Regions from separate parts of the Mus musculus genome. Here regions 1 and 3 are each linked to region 2. A link is a contact called in public Hi-C and HiChIP or PLAC-seq data. All regions are on one chromosome and are shown on one strand. Each heading gives the region's core, a stretch centred on a gene start, on an enhancer-like site or on the middle of the called end of the contact. The rest is flanking DNA. Distances are from core to core; before and after follow the strand shown.

Evidence for each region. Hi-C and Micro-C count contacts between places; a contact is called where the count stands out from the background. HiChIP or PLAC-seq counts read pairs in DNA pulled down with a chosen protein or histone mark.
Region 1: a contact with region 2 is called in a Hi-C map of cortical neurons, with 4 times the contacts expected there. The contact joins the enhancer-like site here to the promoter of Cacna1e in region 2. A contact is called at or near these places in 1 of 15 datasets of contacts at CTCF or cohesin (large pre-B cells), 1 of 484 Hi-C or Micro-C datasets (cortical neurons), 5 of 115 datasets of contacts at active chromatin or transcription factors (embryonic forebrain, embryonic stem cells, forebrain and 1 more) and 1 of 9 other capture datasets (embryonic stem cells).
Region 3: an H3K4me3 HiChIP or PLAC-seq map of forebrain shows a contact between it and region 2, with 6 times the contacts expected there. The contact joins the enhancer-like site here to the promoter of Cacna1e in region 2. A contact is called at or near these places in 2 of 39 promoter capture datasets (liver and stem cell-derived epiblast-like cells), 2 of 15 datasets of contacts at CTCF or cohesin (large pre-B cells and stem cell-derived epiblast-like cells), 35 of 484 Hi-C or Micro-C datasets (the AML12 cell line, the Ba/F3 cell line, adipose-derived mesenchymal stem cells and 17 more), 10 of 115 datasets of contacts at active chromatin or transcription factors (T-cell acute lymphoblastic leukemia, astrocytes, embryonic basal ganglia and 7 more) and 2 of 9 other capture datasets (embryonic stem cells and pancreatic islet).

The regions. Positions count from the first base shown.
Region 1 is chr1:154,155,536-154,158,235 of GRCm38.p6, forward strand. No RefSeq gene overlaps it. Among named protein-coding and RNA genes, the nearest start is that of Zfp648, 44 kb to the right of the region's middle. Within about 2 kb of position 1,391, at least 108 of the 459 cell types and tissues checked have an H3K27ac peak or open chromatin away from gene starts, as enhancers often do. A contact at or near this core is called in cortical neurons, embryonic forebrain, forebrain and 1 more, where this site is marked.
Region 2 is chr1:154,724,650-154,727,349 of GRCm38.p6, forward strand. It overlaps Cacna1e (calcium channel, voltage-dependent, R type, alpha 1E subunit), which reads right to left and starts at 1,271. Exons shown (of 47, transcript NM_009782.3): 1 at 1,002-1,271. The coding sequence starts at 1,270.
Region 3 is chr1:154,174,157-154,176,856 of GRCm38.p6, forward strand. No RefSeq gene overlaps it. Among named protein-coding and RNA genes, the nearest start is that of Zfp648, 26 kb to the right of the region's middle. Within about 2 kb of position 1,350, at least 36 of the 459 cell types and tissues checked have an H3K27ac peak or open chromatin away from gene starts, as enhancers often do. A contact at or near this core is called in cerebral cortex, cortical neurons, embryonic basal ganglia and 3 more, where this site is marked.

The sequences.
Region 1 (2,700 bases), core at 141-2,640, 570 kb before region 2:
TGGGCCTCTACTGGTGCTGTTGACTTCAGGCCCCCAGGACTGGCTCTCCCTATATAATGCTGTGCTCTCAAATCAGGTCTGTGTTGCATGTACCTGGTTTTTTTTTCAGTCTGGAGTCCACTAGTGTGCTCTTACTGCTTAAGAAGTAATTTTAGAAATCAAAATCATTAGTGGTGTGTGTGTGTGTGTGTGTGTGTGTGTGTGTGTGTGTGTAGCAAATGTGTGAGCACATGGTGATGGGGGGCAAGCACCTGCAATGGTGTGGAGATCAGAGAACAACTGGTAAAGTGGTTCTCCCCTCCAGCCATCATGTAGGTTCTTTGGTTAGAACTTAGGTGCCCAGGCTTGGGTGGTGGGTGCGTCTTCCCATTCAGCCATCTCACCAGCCCTCATTCAGGAAGCATGTCACCTGATTCTCTACCCTACTCATCCCATGAGTACCCCTGGTGTTGGGTAGGAAACAGGGTTCCAGGATGGGTAAGGAGGCATCTTTGTATTTCATTCATAACTTTTCCATACATCAGGATCCAACCTGCACCCAAGGATTGCAGTAGAAACCCCAGTGGTAATAATGTATTTGGGACACTAGCTCTAGAGTGGACTTCAAAAGTCCCTCCATGTAGATACATTGGACAAGAGCTATGCATCTCCCTAAATAGATAAATCATTGCTGGTGTTTGGGAATTGGGTTTAATATAAAAGATTCTTTGTTATGATTTTGTGATTTTTCTTGGCATGCCATTTAGTTTGAAATGAAATGTGCGCTATAAGACATTTGAAACTGCTTGATTAAATGCCAAGCCTGTTAACAGTGTGTGAGCGAAGGGCAGCCCATCAGTGTGGAGATTCAAGTGAGGAGTACTTACACGTCCTCTGGATTCTCTTGCCCTCGATCCCTGTGTCTGGAAAGACATTCCTGTATTCTGACGAGCATCTGCATTAGGGAAAAACATCATTAGTTCTCTTGGACCCATCCATCGCCTCGACTTTCAACATTCTTTCCCATCAAAGCAGGGAGGTACATTAAGGTCAACTACATGATGATTCAGAGAGGAAAGCCCATCACACAGCGATGAAAACAGACAGCAGCAGGAGGCAGAGCCCAATCAAGTGCAGCCTTGCCTTGCCGCTCCCTCTCTGGGAGATTAGTATGTGGTTTTGGCACAGGACAGCAACTTGGGGGAGAAAGCAAAGTTTATGGATATGGTTGTCTTTTCTCCTCTAAGCCAACTAGTGCCTTGTTTTTCTGTGAGCCTGCAACTGTGGGAAAATTGCTAGAGTGTAAAGTTTCCCTCTTTGTCCTCGGTGCACTTCATTTACCAGGGAGCCAAGTTGGGAACAGAGCCGCCTCTCACACAGCCCATGAATGACTCCATTTTCTCAGGGCAGCCACTGCCTGCCCATTGTTTAACTGTCATGGCCTCTTGTATAGGTGTTCCCTGCAGCCCGGGCTGTTATGTAACGCCTGGGCAGGGAACATTGCGTGAGAGAAAGAGAAATCAGAGAGGAAAAATCCAGAGGGCAGCCCAGACCAAACTGTCTTCCTGGAGGGGGTAGAGGTGGGTGGGGGGGGGGAGGGTGGAGAGAGAGAGAGAGGGAGAGAGGGAGAGAGAGAGAGAGAGATTCGTGTAATCATGTGTAATCTTTTTCCTCTGGCTTGTTTGCTTGAGTGATAAAGCCTGGATGCTGGCATTTAAAGCCCCACGGCTGGCAGAAATGAAGGCTTCTGTTTATATCCACAAGACAGGACATGCTGTACCCTCACATCAGTGCAGCTGTTACCTAGGTCCTCCCTCAAGACTCTGGCAAGAAACCCTATGCCTTACTGAAGGCCTAAGTGGAAAGGATTTTCCCTCACCATAGGCTACACCATGTTCCTCTTTCCTGCCACCTCTGTGGCTCAGGGAGCCTCTGAATCCTGCCTGTCAAACGGGCACCTGTGTCAATTTCCACGTTGGCATGGTTCTCCATCAAGTGCAAGGTCAAGAGGCAGCCACCTCTCAGTGCTGCCATTGTCTCTCATACCTGCATGAGTTCTGGTGTTTCCCACTGCAGTGATTTGAATGAGAAATGACCCCTGTAGGGATGGGTATTTGGGAAGTGCTCTTTGGGGACCTTCAGGAGGTACACCAGGAAGTACATCACTGGGGGTGGGTTTTGAGAGATTATAGCGTCCACTTCCTTTCAGTTCCCAGTGGCTCTGCTTACTGTTGAGAACTTAATTCCTCAGGCTCCTCCTCCTGTCCACATACCTGCTGATCATTGTCATGTTTTCCTGATGTGTTGATCTCCTATTCCTCTGGAACTGGAAGCCAAAATAAGCTCTGTCCACCACAGGTCACTTTTGGTCATCGTGGTTTATCACAGCAACAGAAAGTAGCTAATACACGCCTCATCCCCTTCGGTCACACTGCCAATACTGTGGTAGGATGGAGGGTGTGGAGGTGAGGCTTAGCCTGTCAGCACTGGCCTTTCTTCCTAGCTTGTTCTGTAGACTCTGAGTCCTGGCACCATCAGGACAGATCTCACGATGAATAAAGATGGATGCTCCTGAAGAGTGCTGCACCCTCTCTTCCAGTCTTAGAAAGTCACAGTCCTGCTGCACAAGGATACCCTGATGGATTTGCAAGTGAGAAACCTAAACCCCTCCCACAGGCCATTCTCAACCTGAACTGCTCTCCTGGGCCAATTCTCAGCTAT
Region 2 (2,700 bases), core at 21-2,520:
AGGCAGGAAGCTGCCTGATCAGCAGCCTGCATTCAGTGCGCTTGGTAAAACCTGCAAAGATGTTTCTTCCATCCTAGCCTTTTACTCCCAAACCATCACCTCCATAGATGACCTACCCACTCCTTGTAAAGAGCAACACCCTTGGCTTTAGAGAGAAATTGTTTGCACACCTCTGACCCTCAGCTGATGGGTTCAGGCCCAGTAGATCTATGGTTCAGTATACTGGGAGAGCAGCCAGGTATGGCAAACATTAAGAAGCAAGAGTAACAACCCAGGACCAAGAAAGGAAGAACACACCTCCTTGCCTGAAGAAAGAACTCCAACTTTGAGCTCTTTGGGCTGGTGGTGACATGATCATCTCCCCTGACAGGCATTCACTTTCAGTAGAACTTAAAGTTGGTCTCCAGAGTTAGCTGAGTCCCTAGCCCAACGCCTTTTTCATAAGTACTCATTTGTCTTCTTGTATACATGGGTCTACTCTTTGGAGCTTCTCATCTGGCAAATCCCTCCCAGAACCTCAACTTCTCTGCTGGCAGACAGTGCAAGTGTCTTCCCAGCTGGTAGGAATGGGAGCAGAGGGACTGGCTTAAGTGGTGGAAAAGAGAGAACTGATTATGAAAGAATCCTTGAGATTTGAGGTAAGCCAAACCACATGGAGTGCAGCTTCTGAAAGGGTTAGGACTTTGGGGGTGGCCAAGAAACAGACAAAGCCCAGAAAGAGGCAGATGTCTCCACACCAGGCACCTAAGTACACTTAGAGATTTCCACATGGAAAATAATCCCCAAAACCAAAAGTCTTACCTTGAAAACCACTACTGCCCAAATAGGTCTCCGGGGCATCAGGCTTGCCCCGTGAATGCAACAAGGTAGGGTGCACTTGAGCAAAGGGGCAAATTTTGGCACCAGGAAGGGGTGGGGAATAGATTCCATGCTAGGTGCCCCCCCTCACCCGATGGAATGCAAAGGGGGAGAGGGAAGTCATGGTGGGTAAGAAAGGATATGGCCAATCGATGAGCTTCTTGGCGTATTTCCTGACAATGTTATCTTCTCCGAAGATGAACAGGGATCTGTTGACCGTGAAACAGTTCTGCCGGACTGGTATGGGGTTGTACAAAGCCATAGTCCGCGCCCTCTGCGCTTTTGACTGCTTGTAGGCGGCCGCCGGCCCCGAGGCCGGGACGGGGGTTCCTTGTCGGTTCCTGCTCTGGTCCGAGTCTCCATCGCCTGAGCCTGGCCTGCCAACGACCACCGCCTCCCCGAAGCGAGCCATCCTGAAGTTTAAACAGACAGAAGACACACAAAGGTGATCGCCGAACACCCGCACACAACAAGAGGCAGAAAAGACACAGGCAGGCTCAGAGCCTTATCCACACAGGCGCAGGGACCACCGCCTCTGGGGACCCCTGCAGGCTCTTCAGCCCTGCTCTGAACTGTTGAATCTAAAGGCAACCTCTGCGAAGCTCCATTCCTCAAGAAAAAAAAAGAAGAAGAAGAAGAAGAAGGGGGTAGGGCTTCTAGAGGGAATATTTTCCCCCAAAATGCCAGCGTGGGGTGGTGTTCAGGGACCGGAGAGGGGTGGAGAAGGTCGGTCCTCAAACATAGCTCCTCTTCTGGCACACGTACCACCTGGCTGAGAGAAAGGCAGGCACTGGTCCGCTAGGTAACAGTTTGCTGATTTATTGGTCGGGGTGAGGGGTAGAGAGGAAGAAGGAAATGAAAACAAAAGAACTTTGAAAAAAATGAAAAGAAAAAAAGACAAGGGCCAGCTACGGTGACATGCTTTAGAACGCCAGCCCCTGCAAGTCCATCTAAGAAATTCCACAGCCAAGACTTGGCTCTTTAAATCTGCCAGCGGAGATGCATCCAAAGGTTGGAGAGAGGGAGATGGAGGTGGGGGGGAGAGCGGTACTAAGGTTCCTGCGTAAACCGCATCGCCCGAAAAATGAAGATGAGAAGTCGAACCAGCCGGAGAGGGGCAAATGACTTCACAGCTCCTGCTTTTGGGGTAGAAGTTGAGCAGCAACCAGAGAGCAGCGAAGCCCAAGTGCCAGCATCCGCCCAGAGCGCTCGCCGCTGCCGCCGCCGCCGCCGCCTCCCAGGATCAGCATGCAACAGCGATCCGCGGCTGCGCCGGGAAGAGGGTGGGAGAGCGAGCGAGCGAGCGGGCGGGCGGTCGCAGTGAGGAACAGGTTGCAGTCAGCCTAGCTAGTGATGGCAGGGCATAGGACTTAATCCACATACCGAACTTCCTCACCAAAGACCAGCTCTTTCTCCTCCCGGCCTTCCTGGCTACAGAGAGCAGAGACGATGCTTAAGGGCAGGTTGAGGAGCACAGCGCAGCAGCGCAGCAAGGTGGCCAAGGATCCGAGAGAGACGCGGGGGCGGGGCTCTCAGAGTCCAGCGTGGTGAGGCTGGTTTGGCTTGTGAATTCGTTTGACTGAAGGCTACCTAGGCAAGGGTCCAAGGAAGAGTCGCGGTTCCCTCAGGAGATGGAAAAGAGAGGCCCACTGAAGCTGGTGATGCCTGCAGACTCTCTGCAACAGATCAAAGACCTGTCCAGGAACACTCTCTTTGGTCCTAGGAAGGGTACTCAGGGCTGTGCCTCTTTCCATACTCTGCATAGGGTTCTGCTCGCCACTGCTCTAGTGGAGAGTAGGGACTTGTGCACCCCACCCTAGGATCTTGTAGCCTCTGCTTTGG
Region 3 (2,700 bases), core at 100-2,599, 550 kb before region 2:
CAAGTTCTCTGAGGGCAGAGAAGCCCCAGGGTTGAGTTCCAGCTAATGTAATATGGACCAAAGTGATAAGTGATACACACCATTCCTAAGACTGACTTGAGGAGTCTCTGCTCCTCTTTGATTGCCTGCTCCTCTCTCTCTGAGGCTGGGGACCTACACTCCCACTGATTCTGGAAGCTGCTTGTTGAAGAAGGCTGTGCCTCTGCCAGCTTGATTGCCTGAGGACATCCCCAGACTGCATTTTGCAAGACAGAGAAATAAACATCTACTGTATTAAGTCACTGAGGATTGAGTATTTGCATATTATAATAGCTGGGACACCTAACTAATCCAAATCTAACAATACTTCTTCAACAAGCCTCTTGCAATCCTCTCTCTAGAGAGGGTGTTGTGCACATGCAAGGGACATATTCTCAGCCTCCCAGCCCCTCTGTTTCCTCATCAAAGCCAATTCTCTACCACAACAAGGGCCACTTCAGTTTCCTTCCTCATATGCTCCACCTTTGGGGGGAACAAATAAACAAAGTCAGGCACCAGCAGCTCCCTGGGGAAAAGAGCTGATTGGATCCTGTGAGGAGGAACAAGAGAGCAAGAGGACCATAATGGGTTAGCATCTAGGTTCTTCTTGGGAGGAAGCCTGGAGGAAGCTTTAAATATGAGAAACTTTACCCTGGACCCTGAGAGCCAGGCCAAGAAGCAGATGCCTGTGTGCCGTACGTCTGAGGCAGCATGGAGCTGCTGGCGGCCTGGTTACACAGTGGCTTCATCGGTGCTTTGTATTGTGATCAGACTGCACTGGGGCCTGTGTGATGGGTGGATAAGATCAAAGCCTGGAGGAAGAGAGAAACCAGGTTGTCTGTGCTCCTCAGCCATAGCAACTGTTTCTGAGGAAGCCCAGTTCGAATGCCTGGCTTAGCTTTATAGGGGCAACAGCATGTGACTGGGGGTGGTGGTGGTGGTGGTGGTGGTGGTGGTGGTGGTGGTGGTGTCTAGGGCCTGCAACAACTGCTGTTAGCTTGCCATCTCTTCATAATTAATTGAGCCTTTCTTTCTCTCCTTCTCCCTCCATCTTTCCTCCTCCTCCTTTCCCCTTTCTTCTGCTGCTTCCTTCTCTCCCTCCCCCCTCTTCTCTTCTTTTCAGCTACTCAAGTCAAGCCCTCCTCCTCTTCCTATCTTTTAAAACCTTCTAACATATGAATAAGGTGATCACACAAACAAAGAACAGCTGGCAGTAGCAACAATACTAAGCTGAATACTTACAGCTGTGCCACGCAGAGTTCTAGTGGGTTACACTGATTAGCCTAGCTCAAAGGAACTGGATGAAGCAGCTGCCTGCTCTGGTCACATTGTACAGACAGGGAACAGATGCCCAGAGCTTTCACTTCTCTCTCAGCCTCACATGGGTAGTCCAGACCGTGTGTACGTCAGCTGCCTTCTGATTCTATGTTCTCAGCCATGGACTGAGTGAGCACTTAGACATCACTGCCTCCCAAAAGGGCGACCTGGAGGAACATGGGCGCTGTGCCTGATGCGGTTAAGTCTGACTACTGCTGGATCCCTCTCCTGCCCTGGCTCCATGTTGAGTCTCAGACCAGATAATGGCCACGATTTGGAGTTTCAAAGGAGGAAGCTTTTGTGAATTAAGCATCAAAAGACTCATGCCTCTGATATCTTTGTGGTCTTGAGCAAGTCACTTCTGTGATCTGAACTTCACTTAGGAGAGAAAGCAAGTAAGCAAGCAAGCAAACAAACAACAGCAACAAACTACTCCTACAACAACAAACACACCAAATAAAACATCCTTATAGTGTAGTCATGTGTCCCAACCTGGAAGATCTCTTAATGCTCCCAGGATTTAAGTGAGTTACTCAAGTGTAAACCTGACTCAGAATTCAGTTCTAGATGAAACATAGAGGCACAGCAGTGTCTCTGGCCCGGAGAAGCTATATAACACACTGATGCTCCAATCCACTACCCCCAACCCCACCTACTCCCATTACTGTGTAGCCTTAAGCAAGGCCATTCACATGACTGTGAGACAGTCTCATAGGCAGGGGCTGGCTCTCACCTTTCCTGTGCTGGATACTCAGATCAAGCCCAGTCTGCCTCAAATGGACAGGCAGAGTTTATAGCTCACCAAATAGTTCAATGGGAGATCATAGCTTCATGCTGGTCCCCGCCCTTTGCCTTCTCCAGAGCCCATGTTTAGATGCTCAAATTGAATCTGATGAAGTCTTTCCCCTTCTTTCCATCTCTCTTCCTCCTTCCTCTTTTCCCTCTCCCTCTCTTTTTCTCTCTTTCTCTCTCTGTTATAATTGTTGAATGTATGCACATTATACTGTGTAAGCTAAGGAATTCAATAATATACATTGATCTGGCCCAATGGCATGGCTGGTCTTTGGTACCTATGCGGAGTTTTTCATGGATTCTTATGTCATGTGAGGTATAGAGTTGACCTATCCAATGAGCTATCACAGTGGTTGACGCTCCACAGGCCCCTCTTTATCTGTACTTCAAGAAATTCCATGTGTAGGATAGAGCTCAGGGCTCAAACGAGGGACTGTATCATTCTTGAGTATGTTTGTGACAGGTATATGTCTGCACTGTAATGGGAGTGGGGGAGTGGAGTGGAACAGATGAAGGCTGATGTATGACTATCATTGACATACTACAGACGAGCATCAGTATGTTGTGACAGCC